Linked DNA regions of Zea mays: region 2 is linked to region 1. Evidence: chromatin contacts called from public Hi-C data. All regions are on one chromosome and are shown on one strand. Each heading gives the region's core, a stretch centred on a gene start, on an enhancer-like site or on the middle of the called end of the contact. The rest is flanking DNA. Distances are from core to core; before and after follow the strand shown.

Evidence for each region. Hi-C and Micro-C count contacts between places; a contact is called where the count stands out from the background.
Region 2: a Hi-C map of leaf mesophyll shows a contact between it and region 1, with 2.2 times the contacts expected there. The contact joins the promoter of LOC103633279 here to the promoter of LOC103633261 in region 1. A contact is called at or near these places in 7 of 25 Hi-C or Micro-C datasets (bundle sheath, ear, endosperm and 3 more).

What each region holds. Positions count from the first base shown.
Region 1 is chr1:31,203,438-31,208,718 of Zm-B73-REFERENCE-NAM-5.0, reverse strand. It overlaps LOC103633261 (ubiquitin-60S ribosomal protein L40-1), which reads left to right and starts at 3,126. Exons shown (of 4, transcript XM_008654966.3): 1 at 3,126-3,453; 2 at 3,546-3,735. The coding sequence starts at 3,351. It overlaps LOC103633271 (peroxidase A2), which reads right to left and starts at 2,687. Exons shown (of 4, transcript XM_008654973.4): 1 at 2,164-2,687; 2 at 1,859-2,050; 3 at 1,555-1,717; 4 at 806-1,440. The coding sequence starts at 2,391. The coding sequence ends at 1,016.
Region 2 is chr1:31,372,977-31,378,301 of Zm-B73-REFERENCE-NAM-5.0, reverse strand. It overlaps LOC103633279 (protein GID8 homolog), which reads right to left and starts at 1,996. Exons shown (of 5, transcript XM_008654983.3): 1 at 1,572-1,996; 2 at 1,392-1,498. The coding sequence starts at 1,932.

The DNA.
Region 1 (5,281 bases), core at 1,877-4,376:
GGGAGTCTGTCTGTCGATGGGCGCACCGGGCAGTCCGGTGCGCCAGCCACGTCACCCAACCGTTAGGGTTCTAATGGTTTCGACCGTTGGAGCTCTGTCAGCTTGGGGCACCGGACAGTCCAGTGCCGCATCAGACAGACACTGTTCACTGTCCGGTGCACCTTCTGGCGCTGCTCTGACTCTGCGCGAACTGTTCGTGCACTGTAGCGCTTTTGCAGGTGTCCGTTGGAGTCGACCGTTGCGCTGGAGCCGTTGCTCTGCTGGCAGACCGGACAGTCCGGTGACCCACCGGACAGTCCGGTGAATTATAGCGGAGCGGCTGTCCAGAAACCCGAAGGTAAAGTGTTCAGCCTGTACGGTCTCTGGTGCACCGGACACTATCCGGTGGCACACCGGACAGTCCGGTGCGCCAGACCAGTGTTCTCTTCGGTTTCTTTTGCTCTTTTCTTTTGAACCCTAACTTAAATCTTTTTATTGGTTTGTGTTGAACCTTTGGCACCTGTAGAATATGTAGTCTAGAGCAAACTAGTTAGTCTAATTATTTGTATTGGTCATTTCAACCACCAAAATCATTTAGAAAAACATTTGACCATATTTCCCTTTCACCTATATAATCTTACATGAACACCAAAGTGTCACATGTCCTTCTCAATCTCAGATTTAATTAGTACTCCCTCTATTATAAATTAAATTTCGTTTTACCTTTTTATTAGATTCATACAATAATTAATATATATTATATATATAAGTTTATAATCATCTATATGAATATGAATATAGAAATTTAGAGCTAAACCGACTAATATTTTGAAATAGAGTGAATACTCTTGAACAATTCTTTTTTCTAGAAAAACTTTGTGCGTGCTTCAAAAAAGACCGAGACAATTCTCTCTCAAGAAAACGTTGCTTCATTACATATTACCAACTCAAAACAATTATGTAGGAAAAAAATCATGAATTTACATGTTGGATGAGCATCGATGAACAAACTACAAAGAGAACAGAACCAGCAGCTTCAGTTCACCACCCTGCAGTTTCTCCTGACCTCCCGGAGCCCCCCGGTCATTGGCGCGATGTTCCCCATCTTGACCATGGCCGTGGCGAAGCTTTGGAAGAACTCGACCTGGCTGTTGGCAAACCGCCCGACGATCGGCGCGGTGGACACCGCGCCCTCCTCCGGCGCGGAGAGCATGGCCTGGTCGGACCTGAGCAGGCCGCGGTTGCTGAGGATGTTGGCGTAGTAGCGGTTGTCGAACGTGTCCGGCGTGGCCGGGTCCAGGTTGTTCAGGCACGTGTTGTCGCTCACCGCCGCCGGACAGCTCTCCCGGAGCGCGGCGAGGTAGGACCTATCCAGCGTCGGGTCCGACCGTTCCGTGTCGCTGAAGTTGTAGAGCCTGTCCTGGAAGAACCTGCACTGGGCGCGGCCGATCGTGTGTGCCCCTGCATACGCAACGAGGCGCATCATTCTAAGTTCAGCACGCGCGCGCGCCGCCACAAGAAGATCGGCTAGCTGTTGGCGTGTCGTTTCCATGTGTGCTGGCTGAAGTGGAATACCTTGGAGGGCCACAAAATCGGTGTCGTCGAGGCCGAGGTCGGCGAACTTCTGCTTCAGATCGTTCAGCGGTTCCGTCGGGTTTGGAAGGTTCTGGGCACCGTCGAAGTTGGCCGCCATGCCGTCCGTCCGGCCCAGCATCACCCTCCAGTACGGACCTCCTGCCTGTTCAAACCATATCCGGTCAGAAAAGACGGTATTAGCAGCAATCCCTAACCGCAGTGTCGCAGTTGCTCTCCATCGACGGCAGCTTCATGTGCGTTGTCGCACACCGTCTGTACACGCATGTCGTGTCAGGGGACTGACCAGCTCAACGGAGACCTCGGCTGCCAGGGCGAGGACGTCGGCGCAGGAAACGACGCCTGGGCAGGCGTTCTCTAGGGCGGCCTTGATGTCGTCCACCACGGGGAACCCTCGCGCAGAGCCCTTGTTGGGGTTGGCTTCCTTCTCGCTGCGCATCGTCGGGGTCTCGTCGAGCAGCAGCGACGCGTCACAGCCCTGCATGAGCACGACACGGTCAATCGAGCGACGTTCAGAGCCAGATCCATTAGCACACGGCGACCAGACCAACTGAGGAATAAGTTAGCGTAGCCCCATGCATGGGCACATACATTGACGAAGCAGTCGTGGAAGTGGAGACGAAGGAGGCTGGCGAGGATGCGCGGATCGGAGGCGCGCGCCTCCTGGATCACGCGCCGCACCGTGTCGTAGACGTGCGGGCACGAGTCGTCGTAGTACGCCGGGCTGAGCTGCTGCGCCTCGGCGCCGCCGAGCGCCGCGAGCGCGAACGCCGCGCACAGGGCTACGGCCACTGCTGCCATCGCCGTCGGGAACGCCATTTGCGCAGAGATTGTCTTCCAAACCTCTGTCGATTGCGCAGCGAGGTTTATTGCTGGCTCTGCCTAGCTAGCTAGTAGTGGTGACCTGACCTCTGTCTCTGTGTGTCGTGGGTGGATCGGGGCATGGCGATGGTTCTACTTTATAGTAACGCAGTGCAAGCAAGCGAGGTTTTGACATGTTCCCGGCACGGACATTGATGCAGCCGTGCGCGGGGACTCACTCCGGGCAACGCGTGCTGGTTATTCATCAGAAAGGGTCTCTGTTTTGCAGAGGCGACGAGGAAACGGTCCTGTTCATCCTGCAGTGTGCGGTGGATTGTCGTTATAGACGATTAAATTGCACCCATTGCACAACTAATCGCATAAGATATTTCAAAAGTACGTATGAATATGCGTTGGCGATGTTGATACTTCCGTGCCCTTTTCACTCGCTTCAATGATCCGCGAAGACTTCAGGTGGAGGAGTAGGTTAATGCTAAAACCAAGACTTCGTCTCTGTTTAAGCTTCAAGAATTACCAGATGGCGCGCTCCAAGTGTCGTTAAGGATTTGGTTTCCCCCGCACAGTCGTGCTGCTGACGCTAGCGAGTTCTATGCATCCAACCGTATAAAATTATAGTAAAAAACTGTAGGAAATCATGGTCTTATTATCAGTACTTTTTATTACCGCGAGAGAGTGAAAATCAAATTTTCATTTGAGAGAGAGAGAGGATCAATAGAAATCTAAAATACAAATCAATGGCTGTCCCTGTCCACCATATCCAATGGGCCGAAGAGCACAAAGCAAAACGCACTGCCCGATTTTGAACGGCCCATATCACTCAACGAAACCCTAAAACCGCTGCCGCAACCACGTATAAAAACACCGCACGCCACGCCGCCGCCGTCCTATTCCTCGGAGAGGGAGAAGCCGCCGCCGCAGCAATCACAGCAGCCCGGAGAAAGCCCAGGTCCGACAAGATGCAGATCTTCGTGAAGACGCTGACAGGGAAGACCATCACCCTCGAGGTCGAGAGCAGCGACACCATCGACAATGTCAAGGCCAAGATCCAGGACAAGGAAGGTACGCGAGCGCGCCAGCCCATCTTTTGGTAGCAATAGTATTACTAGCATGTAGCGCAGGCGCTAAGAGGCTGTGTTTGTTCCATTCCATAGGGATCCCGCCGGACCAGCAGCGGCTGATCTTTGCCGGGAAGCAGCTGGAGGATGGCCGCACCCTTGCGGACTATAACATCCAAAAGGAGTCTACGCTTCACCTCGTGCTTAGGCTCCGCGGTGGCATCATTGAGCCCTCGCTGCAGGCGCTCGCTCGCAAGTACAACCAGGACAAGATGATCTGCCGCAAGTAAGTCACCACCTACGCCTTCACCTTTTTAACACTTCTGTCACCCCGAATGGAAAGTTTGCTAATATTATGGAACAATTGGATCTATACCATTAAAAGATCCAAACTTTAGATATATACCATGGACCCCACATGTCATTGACTCATGTGGACCCACATGTAAGTGAGATAGTAATGGTATGGATCCAAAGTGGTGATCTTTTAATGATATGGATCCAAATTTCCCTAATATTATTGTTCGAAAACGTCATCTCGAATTATAGCGACGAGGATTATTTGTGGTAACTTTGCATCGAATGTGGAATTGATAACCACACGTGCATTTACTTCTGCAGGAACTAATGTAGGAAAGATATTTTTTTCGAACTGAGAGGATTCCACATTTGAATTACGAAATTAACGTCAGAGACCAGCTAGCTATCCTTACCACCACAAGACGCCTGAATCCTAAGAATCACAAGAGAGAGTAGTAACGTAACAGAAGGTCTAAGAGTGTGTTTGGTTTGACTTTTGGCTTTGGCTTTTGCCCCCCTAAAAGCCAAAAGCTAACCAAAGGGCTGGATCCAGAAAGCAGCTTTTTCTAAAAGCCGGCTTTCTCGTAGTGCAAATCTGAAAGCACCCCTGGACCTGCTTTTAGTGGCTTTTCGGATGGAACTGTGAAAACATATATCGAAGAATTTTTAACGACTTTTAGTGGTTTCCACCAAACGGTTTTTAGCTTTTTAACAGCTCACAACCTACAGCAGCTTTTTTCACAGCTCACAGCCCACAACAACTTTTTTCACAGCCACAGCCCAACCAAACAGACCCTAAACCATCATAAGTCTTTCCAAAAACAGTACAACTGCTAGAACTTGCAAGACAACCACCAGATCGCAAAACAACTGAGGGCTTTTAAATGTGCATGTATCCACTTCGATCCATGTGGGTTGGATTGGTTTGGTGTGGGTTTTAAACTAACCACTACAACCCATGTGGATTGAGGTGAATATGTGTACCAAAACAAGGCCTAAAAGAACATCAATCAGCATCAGCCCAGAACTTTGTCAGTTCTTCTGATTATATCCATCCTTGTCCTGCGGCAACTGTTGTTCGCTTCTTGCTAAGGAGCCTCACCACAATATTTAGCATTTTATTGACGCCTTCAACCAGAGCCATCTTGTCACAACAAGTCGGGGTAGGCTAGAGTTGAAACCCAACAGATACCGAAACCCAACAGAAACCATCTGTCAAGGTTCAGCCACATGGATAACTGTTTTCCATATATTCTTATTCAAGACTAAGTGCAGCTAACTTGCCACACTTTGACTAACTTTTTTTGCCTAATGTTAGTTATTCAGGGCCTGTTTGGTTCGTGGCTAACTACGCCACACTTTGCCTAATGTTAGTCGTTTAAATTGAAGAACTAACCTTAGGCAGAAAAGTTAGGCAAAGTGTGGCAAGTTAGGCAGGGACCCAAACATGCCCTCAATTCGAACGACTAACCTTAGTCAAAGTGTGGCACAGTTAGACACGAACTAAACAGACCCTAAATCTTTGGGTATAT
Region 2 (5,325 bases), core at 747-3,246, 170 kb before region 1:
ATAGTTTGAAGCTACAAACTTTCCCTGGCGATGCATGTTCATGTCATGGCCTGGCTAGCCAAGACTAAGCTCATACGTGTCACGACTCAACATGACAACATGGCTTGGCACATGCGGGCTTGTGGCTCGCCTTCCACCTTTCTCAACCTCACAACAAGTTCACACAATAGCCACTCATTTAAGTTGAATCAATCTATTGAGAGTTTCTCATGAAGTATTAATCCTTTATTGCACCTAGCATTTATAGGCAATAGGCTTTAGTAAAGCCAGCAAGTCACAACATACCCGAACAAGGGATGTAGCAGTTTGTGATTTCAAACAAATAAGATAAACATAATTACGTCATACAGTACTAAATTATAGTGTAACCCGAATACGTTAGGCCCCAAAAACTAAATTTAAATGTTTGACCGTCGAAAATATTCTCACTAGTATAGATGGGAGAGATAGCTATCTTGGACAACCTTTATCCTTATTTGTAGGGATATTATGCATTCCAAGATGATCCCAATAGATAAACTTAGAGGCAAAGTAGTCCAGATTGAAATCCTAAAATCGGACGACCACAATCACTTCATGAAGTAGCTTTGCCTTGACATAGGCTCTTTGATGATGACATGTGCCACCCCAATATACTCCCTTGGGTTTTGAAGCCTAAACCCCCACAAACTTACCCCACTTGTAGTTCTGAGGTCAAAACCACCAAACCCAGCTAGAGTCTCATATATGTTATGCTTCGTCCATGATCTTGAGTGTGTCACTCCTTATCCTTGACTTCTCGATCACCAAGCCCTCTTGCATCCACTTGACTTGACAACTAAAAGCATCTAGGCCCTCAGTGGTTTTTATAATTAATAACAATACAAGATTGTTGTGACTAATGTGTGTTTTGTAGACGCAATTTAAGTTCTACCGCCTACCGGTTACAAATATGTTCAAAACTGCAATCTGCTCAACAGGAATTTCCAGCTCCTATTTGAACAATAAAGTGTGGCAAAACGTGGACAACTAATCTAAAGAGTAGAATAATAACCATAAGTACTGATGATCAAATCAGAATCATATCATTCGATACAAATGAAGCTCATGCATACTCTCCAAACACGAGAGGTCATCAAATTAGATTGGGAAAGGATCCCCTTCCTGTATTATAAACTAGTTGTGGCTCTAAATTGCTGACAAAGACAAACGTGGTGACAGTACATCCAAGTTAACCACATTGCAGAACTGAGTGCTTCTCTACTTGACCACATCTATTTCAGACTTACAGGAGGATGAAAACCAGATCTGTACAACCCAGCAACCACAACCTACTTGGAGATCTTCCACAACAAAGTACGTCTCGGCCGTTATTCGAACTAATTTTGCTAGGAACATAGACAGAATCGAACCGTGGGGTTAAGATCGTTGATCTTCTCGATCGCTTCCTGAACATTACCCGACTGTACTGCTCTCTTAACCTCCATTCGATCCGCGATGATCGCTAGGTCAATCTCCGCTGCAAAAATAAAATAAAAAATTCAAACGAATTTCCCAGAAGTTCAACAGCGGAAGAGTGAAGCGTGTAATACGCTGGGTGCCGGACTCGATGCGGAACTTGTCGGCGGCGTCGACGAAGCCCTCAGTGACGAGGAAGTTCATGACGAGGCGGTTCATGTCCTCCTTGCGTATCTTGACGTCGCGAAGCTTCCGCTCCCACTCGTCACGGGTCGCAACCTTCTTCGAGGACGCCATGGAGGCCGGCGAGTCGATGGGGTCCAGGTCGCGGAATGCGTTGCGGGAGAAGAACATCAGATGCGACGGCAAGAGAGATGGGGCGCGGAGCCGCGGACTAGGACAGCGGACAGCACGGCGGCGAGGTGACGAGCTAGGGTTTCGACGCGGGAAGGGGACAGCGGACAGCCCGAGGATAGATTGAGGCCTTGAGGGCATGGAGGGAAACCGAGGACGAGTCGACGTCGGGAGACCCCGAGAGTCCGGAGGACACGGCTGTGTGCCTGTGTTTGGAAGTAAGGCCCTGTTTGGGAACAAAGTTTTTGAAAACTATAGTTTTTGAAATACTATACTATATTTTAGTTATAACAATATCGTAGTTTATAATACCGCAGTTTTGAAAACTGAGGTCCAGAGCTAAGTTTAGAATGCCTTAAAACAACTATAGTATTTGCAATACTTCAGTTTTGAAAACAGATATTTTACCTAGCTTGCCAAACACCATTATGTATATAATACTGTAGTATTTGAGAATACTGCAGTATTCTTCCAAACCTGCAGAAAAACTTTGTTCCCAAACACCCCCTAAGGCTTATTAAAACGGTTAGGCTGTCTCCAGCAACGTCCCCTAAATTTCATCCCATAAAGAAATATTCTCTGTCCTTTACAGCACACTCTAAAAGATTCTATCCTCTATATCTTCTGAGCCTCCAGCAACGTCCTCTAAATTTCATCCTCTATATCACATCTTCTACATTTCCACGATTATATTAATATTAATATAAGGTATTACAGCTGTGATGTTTAACAAAATATTGGGTTGTTTACATATTGCAAATCGATTTTTAATTATACATTAATGAATATTTTTAATAACTATAAATACCAAACAAATTCATAAATCATTCTCTTCTCCATGCCATATAGAAGATCTCATTTTGTTTCTTCCTTTGTTTTGCTTTTTCAAGTACTGGCCGACGAATGGTTTGCTCCTTTTCTAGTCGTACAACGGTAGTTTGCTGGTGGCTGCTGCTGGCAGCCGACGCCATGCTGGTGGTCGTCTGCTGCTGTCCACTAGTGGTCGTCCGCTGCTAGCATTCGCGTCAATGATAGCGGACCAAAAAAGTTCGCTACACTTAGCGGGTGCTGAGAACCTCCGCTATTATAGAGGACCATATAGCGTTCGTTGTTGGAGCGATAAAGTTGGTGGAGAAATGCTAAATATAGAGTTCAGAACGCTTTAGCGTTTCTTGTTGGAGACAGTCTTAAGAAACCAGTTTGGTGGCCCATCTAGCTATAACCCTAACTTTACACTATCTATTGAGGAGCACACCACTATATATTGTATCAAGTGAACAGAATATATGAATGAGAATATCAGTTCCTCTTATATCTTTGTGTCTCCTATGTTTATGCGTTAAGCAGTCTTTGGACTATATTCGGTAGCAAAGGGTCATTAACACGTTATCAGCACGATAGCTCTTGCAATCTAGAGTTCACAAGACAGTACGAAGGTAAATTCATCGGTAGTAATAAGTTTTCACATTTCCTTTGAACATCTTTCTAACTTCCGCAGCAGTAAGAAGTTTTTAAAGGAACACAATAGAAAAAGAAGAAAACAAATCTGGCACGCAGCCATCATCGTGACTTCACGACGTACATGAGAACGTCGTCGCAGAGCCTTGACTCGCGCGCGCCGTGTGTAAGAAGCGCTGCCAAGAGCCAGCAGCCATGGTCGACATCTTCTTCTCTGTATACGATTGCCATGAAGGGGCTCCTCGGGGACGTCGTCGCTCCATCGGGCACGCGGGCTTTGCCGCGGCCACCTCGCGGGCACGCGAACACCGTAACCTTGCAACCCAGCCCGAAGGCGCGCACGTTAACGCCGCCTCGCTGCCATCAGAACGCGAGCAGCCCCGCGCGGGTAAGTGGCCCCGCAGCGCACGCGTCGCAGCCACGCCATCTGGCGAGCAGGCGCGCGGGTGTGCTGTCGTGGCCACCACGGGCACACGGGCGAGCAGCAGCCACCGCCCTGGCCTTTTCGTTTGAACAGAGAAGACGAAAGAGAGAAAAAAAAAAAGGAAGGAACGCCACTCTGCAGTAAAGGAAAAAAGAAGGAAGGAGAGAGAAATAGGTAATGACGGCAGCTGCCTAGAAAAAACCTAATGATGTTCCTTCTCGTGGGCTGAAATGGGCCTATCAGGCCTAAAATGTTTTATGAACTTTATCAAAAGCACACTATGAACCATAAAAAAAGTTTTCAACAGCACCTCTTGAATTATAGAAAAAGTTCAAGAATAACCATGCTGAAAATATAAGAAATATTTTCATGCAATATAAATAAGTTGGGATCAGAATTGTTCCCTATTTATGCATTTATATATTGTACTATTTACTTAGCATGTTATTATAATTATGATTTATGAATTCATATTTAAAGTGCCATAGGAAATTACAAGAAGTAATTTTCCTCATTTTATAGATGTATATAGTTTTTAGTAATGTTTTAAGAAAAATGGACGAAGGCCTAGAATACTTAATATTCTAAATTTACAAGAAGTAAATCTTGAAGCACATAATGAAAATACCTAGAAAGAATATCACATGAAGCATTCCACATTGCATCATGTCCATATGATATGAAGCACATTGTATGTAGTGCATATTAGCAAAAAGTGCATTACATACTATGGAAGTCCTACATGAAGTAATGGACTCAAATTTTATTTTCTCAAAAGAATATCGAGCATTTTCCCGAATGTATGGATAATAACATCCAAGATATCCGAAATAATAAGAAGTGTTTCAGAAATTATGAAAATTGCAAAGATACACACGTAAGCATTGATGATGTCATAAAAGGATCATGGAACTAAAGGTATTTTTATGGTATTATATATTACATTTATGCAATACATTTATGAAATAGTGCAATTATATTTTTCATGGCTATTGAATTTCACGTGAAGCAAAGACCACTTATAGGATTGTAAGTGCTTTGTGCATATATATATTTCAAATACAAAAATATGGGCAACTTTAAGTATTGTCTCCACATGACATATGAATACACCATTGTTGTTGACTGGTAGTCGCCGACAAGAAGTCGATTAAGGTGTGGCATATAATTGTTGCTGATTTAAAATCGCTGACTTTTACGTCGATCAATAAATATGCAAAGTTTCATGACGTGGACATATGGTCGATAATTCTATTGACCTAGTTGAAAATATTTGATAAGAAGTCTAACACTAGCATATAAACAACAATAACCATTCATACGAACCCTAGAAGGTCATCTTGTTGCTTGTGATGTGCATAACATCTTATCTAAGTTGCATCATTGCATGCATGTATCATATCCAATTTAGGTCGTCTAAATTGTCAAATGAAGTCACACCGACTTGGTTTGTACCAATGTAAGTTTATTGTCAAACATGCAAGAAGTAAATTATTGGCACTATGAATGGACTCTCATGAAGAGATACCCCCTTTCCCCTAGCTATATTAGAACCACATGAAGTGGATTGGAGAAGAAAATACTCCAAACGATAGTATTTAAATTAAAGTAAGTATTTGTTTCGAATGATTTTTTATGAATGATCAACATCT